2 separate regions of the Gossypium hirsutum genome follow, and region 1 is linked to region 2. Evidence: chromatin contacts called from public Hi-C data. All regions are on one chromosome and are shown on one strand. The core of a region is the stretch at or near the end of the contact, and the rest is flanking DNA. Distances in the headings are between cores, read along the strand shown. Region 1 holds the start of LOC107899736 (cytochrome c oxidase subunit 6b-2). Region 2 has its middle 9.0 kb from the start of LOC121216565.

Region 1 (4,996 bases), core at 2,087-4,586, 320 kb before region 2:
AGAGGCACATTCGAATAAGAAATGAATTTGTGAGACATTTAATAAAGAATGGAGTACTTGTTTTGGAGTACGTGAGGTCTACAAGGAACCTAGTTGATCCACTAACCAAAGAGTTAAGTAGGAAAATGGTTCTTGATTCATTGAGGGGGATGTTTCTAAGCCCAGTGGTTGAGGAATTCATGGTGGATACCCGACTTAGTTTTCTAAGTTCAATGTGGTCAAACGAAACTATAGAAAGACTTATAGTGTACATTTTACCTATCCTTATGACGATTAACATACATGCAGAAGGTTAAGTTTTTACTCTTAATGAATTCATAGCCCAGAATTTAGGTGGTCCTATTAAGACAAACTTGATGAATTCACCGACATATGAGGTTGAGTTTCTTACTTTTAACGAGTTCATATCCCAAAGTTTGGGTGGTCCTATTGAGACAGAATTGATGAATTCACTAAATTTAAAATTGAGAGATTGGACAATGTGAAGAATTATCCACTTATGTAAGTGTGAAGAATTATCCACCTTCTATGAAAGAGATTGGACAGTCTTTTTAGAACACTTACTAGCATCCTGAGGTGTATTAGCTAAAACTTGATGATCTATCGCTGAACATAAATTGGATCTGATATTAGTCGTGTGTCATGAGTTAACCCCTATTTTAACAAGTTCAAGATTTGTTCACTTGTTAAAGAGAAGAACCACTTATTTCACTACGTACTAGTTCAAATCCACTAGATACTAGTGCTTAAGTGACTAATTTCGTTGTTTCTCTTCTCACGTTTTACCCTTTCTCATGTTTACAAAATTTCCAATTCTTTTGCATTAGTGGGGGAATGTTGGTAATGCAAAATGGCATATCCCACATTGGTTGAGGAAAGGCTTATAAGAGAGTTTAAATATAACCTTACCTCTTACCCTCATTGAGTAATTGGGGATAAAAGCCCGGTGTTCGTATTAACACATGTCTACGACATGTACCGCTCGTGTTTCTTTTTGGATAAATTTTTTGCTGTTTTTCTTTAAAAAATATATTTTTTGTTTTAAAATTTTTTAGTTTCCAAGCTATTACAATTTTGAAAAAGTCAATTTTTGATCGTTGGTTGGCTTAGCCGTTTCTAGCTGTTGGCTTATGGCAGTTTCTAGCTGTTGGACTGGCCCTACAAATTACTAATTTGCCCTTCAAAATGTCCTATAAATTGGTCAGATATTCTCCTCATTACACACAACAATACACAACAACAACCTATCTTTTCTCCCAGAACTCATCTATTTCTTTCTAGTATATTTTCCAATCACTTTTTTCAACTCTATTTTCTGGTTAATTTTCTATTTCTTTGAGAAGAACAACACCAATTTTGTTCCATCTTCTTTATTTGAGTGTATGAATATTGAAGTATTGTGCTAACCTTGGGGGCGACGTCCACTATACGATTACACCGATTAGGGCAAATTTGCTTCTACGATAGTGTTCTTCCATGACATGGTTATTATTTTATTTATTTACACGATTTATTTATCCAGTTAGTGCTAATGATTTTGTTCTGCAGTAATATATTTCCTACATATAGTTTGTTTATTTCGTGCGCAGCTAATTGTAGATATTGAAGACTTGAGGATTGATCCAATCCAAACTATAACTCTTAACTCAACAATATTTGTACAATTCTTTATGTGGCATGTATCCAGGATTCAGTTAGTTTTAAGTATTAAATTGTCGATTTTTTATTTTGGTTATAATGTTTAGTAAATTTATGGTACATGACTTGTATATGATATGTGTATATATATATGTGTGTGTGTGTGTATGTAACATAAGGTTGAAATGTTTAAGTTATTAAACAGGCATATATGTTAAGTAAAATTTGCAATTTGGGGTCTAAGAACCAAATGTGTTAAGAAATTCATAGGTTGAATCAAATGATGCAAGTTTTTTAGGGGGTTGCCTTCAATGTTGCGACACCACCCTATGGAGGTCATGACATTAACCTTCAATGTCGTGACGTCTCTTGTTGAAGTCGTGACATTGAATAATTGAAGTCGCAGTGATGAGCCTCTACCCTAGAAGCCGGGATGTGATTCTTTCATGGTTACGACCCCAACCTGAGAAAGTTTGAAAGTTTTACATTTTAGTCTTCAGTCGACTACGGATTATCGAAAGAGCTTTTGTAAGCTCGTTCTAACCCCAAAATTGATTTTATAACATGACATGATTACATATGGAATATAATAACATGTGTAAATAATTGAATTAAATTGGAATGAAGATTGTAAGATTCTTTAGCAATATTTCAAAAAGTAGTATAAACGTTTATATACATTTTCTTACATGGCTTCCACGTAGATTTATATTACACAAGTAAATAAGTATTTTTTTTATAAAAAAATCCAAATAATCTAATTTATGAAACTCTTATGAGGAATCATGAAATGAATTTCAATTATTGAATCAAAAGAATAAATTAACTAAAGTCCTAAAAGGGATAATGCAACATTTAATCTATGAACTTGCAATTTTTCTCAATTTGGTCCCTAAACTTTTTTTATCCACATTGACTCTTGAACTTGACACCTTTCCTAAATTTTATCTTTATGATGATATGGAATTCTGAGATTATACCATGATATCACCTAAATTTTTATAAAAAACAAGTTTTTGGGGAGTTAATATATATTTTGCCCCCTTAACTTGTCCATTTTTACCTAGATGGTACCTAATTTTTTTAAACCTAGTTGATACTTGAACTTGTATTTCATCAACCATTTTGCTACATCGATGCTAACACTGTTAGTTTGTGCTAACGCGGCACTGATAGTCAATCCGGTAGTGGCACGTTGTAGCCTTTTAGTATCTCATGTGGCAAACATAAAATTAAAAATTAAAAATATTTAAAATATATAAATTAATAAAATATAATTCTTAATTTATGTTTGCCACGTGGCATACTAAGAGGCTATCACCTATCGTTGTCGGACTAGCTGTTAGCAACACTTTAACACATACGAATAGTGTTAGTGCGAATGTAGCAACCTGGTTGATGGATTATAAGCTTAGGTACCAATTAGGTAAAATAAATAAATAGGTACAAACTAGATACAACTGGACAAGTTCACGGGGTAAAGTATATATTAACATTTTTTTAGGTGATAATGTGGCACAATATTAAAGTGCCATGACATCACATGGACCAAAACTAGGAAAAGTTGTCAAGTTTGAGGACTAATATGGAAAAAGTTTTAGGGGCTAAGTTGAGAAAATTGTCATGTTTAAGGACCAAATGTTGGTTTATCCCTTCCAAAAGTTTAAAATAGAGGGATTAAATGTAAAATGTGAGATGAGTGAAGGGACTGATAGCACAATTAGAGCGTAATGGGAGGAACCTGGAAGAGTATTTATTGGCTATTCGGTTCTAATCAATTTTAAAATCCGTCAGGGAAAAATATCAGCAATTCACCGTCTTAGCTCATTCGCCGGATCAGTAATGGCAGACGAGGTAACCTCCCGCTTTCTCTTCATTCCTCCCCGTCCTCGAATAATTTACAAGGTTCAGATATGAAAAAGAAAATCAAAGAAATATCTGTATAGAGATTCAATTTTCGATAGAGATTTCCTCCATTGATCTCAAATTTGTTCATTGTTTTCATCTTTACCTAAGATGGGCCAATTACTTTGGTCTTTTAATGACACCCTCTTTTTACATTTCTAGGTTTTAGTTGTGACTTTTTCATTCCCTGCAGATGCTGAACAAATAGGGGCATACTAAAATTTTGAAAGTCATGTGAATCTGAAAGTTTATTGCTTTAGGGGAAAAAGTGTTTTACATGTGTTACTTGACATAACTTTTAAGCGGAATGTTCTAGAAGTTTAGTACCATACGTTAAGAGTTGTCTCAGTCAGAAGGGGTCAACCATCATTGTTGAGAATTGCATTAGGCTCCGCATCAAATGAAGAATTTGTGCGTAGAATACTGCGTTGGTTCGCATAATATGATAGATTGTTTATCTTTGTAGCCTAGTGAATCTTTTTGTATATTACAAGGCTAAAATAGTAAAGAAAACCTTGAACCATTTTTTCTAAGCCCTTTTGTTGTACCCAAATCAGCTTTTGCCTTCTGATTTATACCCAAAGAAGACTTTATTTCAGATGAAAAATTGATTTATGTGAAGGGCTTACGTGTTACAAATTAACGGTTAAGGTCTTTACAAATTAAAGGTTAAAGGATTACTCTGCAAATTTAATATTTAAACATTTATTTGAGTATAATAAAAGTATAGAGGTTTTACTTTGGTAAACTGGTACATATGTGTTTTGTTTTGTTATTTAGTCAAATTTTCTAGGAATACGCAATTGTAGTTTCACTGTGAGGTTTGTTTTACCTAACAAAAACTTAATCTAAAACTAGGATGTAATTTGAAAGGCAACTTTAATAGTCACTGCTCACATTATACGAATGGTTTCTCTTGTCACCCTTCCTCGCCTTTCTATGAATGATAAGTTATAGAGTAAGTTTATCTTGTCGCAAAGACCAATGCGTTTTCTTCTCTTAATAGCAATTATGAATTATTTTGTTTAAAGTAACTTAAGAAGACACCGAGGGAGATTATATTCTTACTTACATAGAGAGCGAAGCATGTTGACATCAAAGGTCGTACTGTAGGAAGCATTATGTCATTTGATCTATAAATTCAGACATACTTTAAAGACATTTGTAGAAGGTTGTTTGTCTAAGCACAGGAAATATCCAACTTACAATGCAATGTTGTGTGAGAAGGTGGAGAGAAGCTTAGAATAGATCCTAAAGAGCAAGTTCATGGCAAGTAAAGGTGATGAAGTAAGAAGGTGCCTTAGGATGGTGAAAAAGTATGGCTATAGGAATGATTCAGACAGAAAACTACAGAGAAATTCTTGAGAGACCAAAGTTTGTCTAATTATTGAATGATCTAATAATATGTAATCTTTGTAACCTTGATTATATTTCCACCAATAAAAATTACAGA
Region 2 (4,684 bases), core at 2,099-4,598:
CAACGTAAGCATATAATGCTTAGTAAGTTCGTCAATCATGAATAATGCTTACCATTTCACTGCATAAGCTTAAAAATAAATATGAATCAATCCAACACAAACTTGTCCCAATGCCTAAACATCACCAACAACACAAGTTAGTGCTTAATCACATATCTTAGCAAAGATCACCACATGGTAAGATAACTTTCATGAATATAGTATATAAGCATTCATACTTTTCATAAACATGATTATATACACACTTTGATCGTCAACAATTCGTACCTTTCCATGAATTCACGACATTGCTAATCGGAACACTTACTGTTCCTTCCCTTTACATGCCTGTTGAACCATTTAGAATAATATCGGATATGTGAGAAATCTCACACAATATGTGCTAACATATGGTCGAAACCATTCCATTCCTTTTCCTTTACATAGATGCTCTCATGACCCATAAATGGGTCTGCTCACACAAGCTGTCAGTCAGAACATAGCTACACGGTGCTGGTTACACAAGCTGTCGAGTATCCGTAACAAATGCTAGAACTCGTAATCAAATCCGACACTTTATCTTTCCCTTGATCTAAATCCGTACGAGGCTTAACTTGATCTAAATAATCAAATTCAATCCATTCAATAATCATTCTATTCAATTCAATCCATAAATCATATTTTTGCAAAAATTATGCTTTTTCCCTTATTATTTTGATTTTTTTACAATTTAGTCCTTAAGCTCGTAAATTGAAATTCATGCAATTTCATCCCTACCCAAGCTAGTCGAATTCCATATAAGTCCATATCAACACATACAATTCATTATTTCACAATTTTCACCTTGTATTTTACAAAATTTACAAATAAATCCCTAATTGACATATTCAACAAAAATCACTTTTTAAAAGTTGTTTATATACCAACAATGATTCATTTTCTTCCATCAAACATAAAAAACCACATGAATAAACTCATAGAAAAATGCTAACCTTTTAAAAAAATTCAATTTAGTCCCCGGATTAGCTAGATTAAGCTACGACTTCAAAAACATAGAAATCATTAAAACGGGACGAAATCACACTTACAAGCACAAAGGAGACTTGGCTGAACCTTGAAACCTCAATAGAGCTTTTAAGTTTTATTTTTGGTGGATGAAAGCTTGTTTAGAAGATGACATTTTGTTATTCTTTAATTTACTTAGTTTATTTATTTAACCTTTGATTTTTAACTTAAAAATTATCTAATTCATGGCCATAAATGTCCACTTATATTTCAAATGGTCTAATTACCATTTAAGTACTCTTACTTTAAGGTTCTATAGCTATTTAATACCTTTAGCTTATAGAACTTAACTTTTACATCTTTTGCAATTTAGTCCTTTTTACCAAATTAAGCATGCAAACGATAAAATTTCTTAACAAAATTTTTATATGAACTTGCTAAAATTTCGTAGGTATTAAAATAATAATAAAATAAATATTTTCACATCAGATTTGTGGTCTCAAAACTACAGTTCTGATTTTACTAAAAACGGGCTGTTACATCCATGTATTTTGGGAAAGTTATTAATTTAGTCTCTATGCTTTGGTTTGATAAATTTTAGTCCCTGTACTTTTACATTTGTTAATTTTAGTCATTGTACTTTTTGAATTTTGAAATTATAGTGTTGGGTCAATCAATGACAATTAAATATGTTTTGTTAAATTCAGTTACTAGTCTTGTACTATACGTACAATTATAGATTGATTCCATATTCTCCAATTAGATCATTTTAATTCTCTATACTTTTCAAAATTTCAAATTCTAAATTTTATGCAAGTGATAGTCATTAATCCATTAACTAGTGTTTTAGTGATTAATATGTGGAAATAATAAGCTAACATGACATTACACATAGACTAATATGTTTGTTGCATCAAATTTTGAAGATAGCATAAGTTAATGAATTTAACATATATTATTTGGTGAGGATTCAAATTTTAAATTTTGAAAAATATAAAGACTAAAACTGACCAAATTAAAGTATAAGGATTAAATCCATAATTTTTGTAATGTATAAAACTAACAACAAAATTTATCCTTTATATTTGTGTTTGATTTGATTGTGGAAAAGAATGAAGTAAGAGATTTTTTGGTCTGGAGAATATTTTATCTTTATTTTCTAGCATTAATATCTATTTACAATTTATGTTTAGGGTTTATACATACTTTTCCAAATCTCCGACTAATGTATTTACAAAGGAAGAAATATTAAAGGAAGAAATATTAATAGTAAAAAATAAAACCAAATAAAAAAAAAGAAAAAGACAATAGGGAATTGAACCTAAGAGAGTAAAAAAAGTAGCCCTTCAACCAAAAAGCAACACTTAATCAATCAAGTGTGGAGAAGCAGAAGGAATGCATAGTTAAGGATCAAAAGCCAGATGGGTTGGTCTTGTTTCTGGTAAAAATCCAAGAAGTAGAGGGTCATCTATGGCGGTTCCACTTCAAATTTGTAGCTATAGAGGTTGCCTAGGTATCTTTGTCCCCATCTAACTAACAAAGCTATTCTCTTGAAAGGGTTAATAAGGTACCGAACTCTTTCTCGAATACTTTTTCTCCCGAGTCCTACATCATACCTTGATCTCTATTCACTTGCCGACATCTCACGACTCATGTTGCTACTCCGTACTAGATTATCTAGTGATACGTGTTTACCATTCATTCATCTAACCTAACATTTCATTATTTGAACTAAGTTGCTTTCTGATAAAATCCAGTGCCCTACATGACAACCTGGCATTAATTAGATTATTGAGAAATAAAATCAAGTTTAAGATTTAATTCAATCCATTCATGCAATTATCTAAAACCGTACATGACAGAAAAATAATAAAAAAGAATCTATCTGATAAGTTTGAAATTGATATCACAGTTTCTGTAGTTCTTTCTTTTAACCTCAAGCCGCGACCAATTTTGTAACAAAGCCGAAAATAAAAGAACAGTAGAGATGCATGCATGGTTTCAATGGTTGGAAATATTCAGCATTTATTAGGCGGGAGCTGAGAATTATTTTAGTTGATTATACAACACAGCGTAAATAAAGGGCAGCCACCATTTTCCGAAACAAATGACTGATCTATCAACTTCATGGAGTCAATTATTTAATTTTTGAGATCATGGAGTCAATTATTTAAGTAGTGTAGAGGGGGCCTGATTCTCATGGAATTTGCTTGACTTTTGCTTTATTCACTGTCGCAGTGGCTAATTGCCGTGCATGCATGAAAAACTAGGCACTTAATTTGTAGGTCGCTTTCCAAAGGGTGCGGGGTCGGGTGGGGGGATATGCCATACATGCGAAACAGGCCATCAAACACAGCCGAGCATGGATGCAGATTGATGGGGATTGGATTGAGATGACCGTAGAAATAATGTGTATTTGCATGGCAAAGATAAACACGAGTCCTTTTCCCATATGGGGTCTGATTTAAATGCATCACACGTGTATGAATTGATTGGTACCACTACCTATCAAGATATAAATGGTGGTTTTAACAAGATATTAAATCATTATTTTATGATTTCTCTTAGTAAAAGTATTCGGAAAGCTCTTACATTTCTAAGACAGATTTAATTTTGATTTCTCTACTAAAAAATTTAGTAATTTATCGTTTATATATTTTAAAATGTGTAAATTAACAATTCTGTTAAATAATGAAATAGAATGTTAATTTAAATGGTTAATTGCTAATTTGGTCTATAAACTATAATTAAAATATCATATTAATTTTTTAAAAATTTGCTTAAAATAATTCTAATAAAAATTTAAAATATTAAAACTAAATATAAATTATTAAAAATATGAACAATTATGTAAAAATATTTTTAAAAATAAAAATTCCAAATAAAAATTTCTAAATATTCAAAATATATATATGTAAAAAAATCTAAAAAAATTACAGAAAATGTTAAAATAATTTATGAAGCTGTCGAGTCGAAACTTGAAAATTTTTTACAAGGCTTTCTTTCTTATTTCTCAATTTCTTGAAATATAAAAAAGATTTTTCATGCCTGAGGCCATAAATAAATAAATAAAAACTTGATTGAAGAAGAAAAAAACCAAAAGTTTTGATTACTCAATTTTAAATTTCTCATACTTTTGTTAATTTTCAATTCCATCTTTACCGCCCATGTTTCCAACTAAAAGGCATATAAAAATTTATTTAATGTTTACTTTTTTCTACTTTAATGAATACTCATTTTTGCATCTCCTATGCTTTTTGTATCTCCTAATTGTGTGTACTCACCGCTATAAAATTATGATTACTCATTTTCACATCCCTTTAGCTATTACAAAACATTCACATTTGAAAATCTTACTGTTTAATACCCAAAGAAGCTTTAATATTTAAGTTATTAGGTTTAACAATTTTTGGTTTTGAATTTTTAATACAAATTTTTAGGTTCTGAACAAGTACTCCATGGGTTTTGAAATTTTAAAAGATAATGTTTAAAATTTATGGGAATAAATAAAAGATAAAAAGTGATCTTTTTTTTAAATAAAACCCCAAATTTATCAACACGTCTCCAGAGGTGGATAAGCAAGGAAATGAGCTCATTCTCTTTATCTTCTTCTTTGTTACCAAAAAGAAATGCAAAATTAAAATATTTTGTTTATTGTAAATGTGTTGTTTCTTTGGTTTGGTTGTATATTTGCAGTAAA

Evidence for each region. Hi-C and Micro-C count contacts between places; a contact is called where the count stands out from the background.
Region 1: a Hi-C map of leaf shows a contact between it and region 2, with 1.7 times the contacts expected there. The contact joins the promoter of LOC107899736 here to the enhancer-like site in region 2. A contact is called at or near these places in 3 of 34 Hi-C or Micro-C datasets (fibers, leaf and seedling).

What each region holds. Positions count from the first base shown.
Region 1 is chrD04:21,333,988-21,338,983 of Gossypium_hirsutum_v2.1, reverse strand. It overlaps LOC107899736 (cytochrome c oxidase subunit 6b-2), which reads left to right and starts at 3,336. Exons shown (of 5, transcript XM_041091144.1): 1 at 3,336-3,492. The coding sequence starts at 3,481.
Region 2 is chrD04:21,017,220-21,021,903 of Gossypium_hirsutum_v2.1, reverse strand. No RefSeq gene overlaps it. Among protein-coding and RNA genes, the nearest start is that of LOC121216565, 9.0 kb to the right of the region's middle. Within about 2 kb of position 3,348, at least 4 of the 9 cell types and tissues checked have an H3K27ac peak or open chromatin away from gene starts, as enhancers often do. A contact at or near this core is called in leaf, where this site is marked.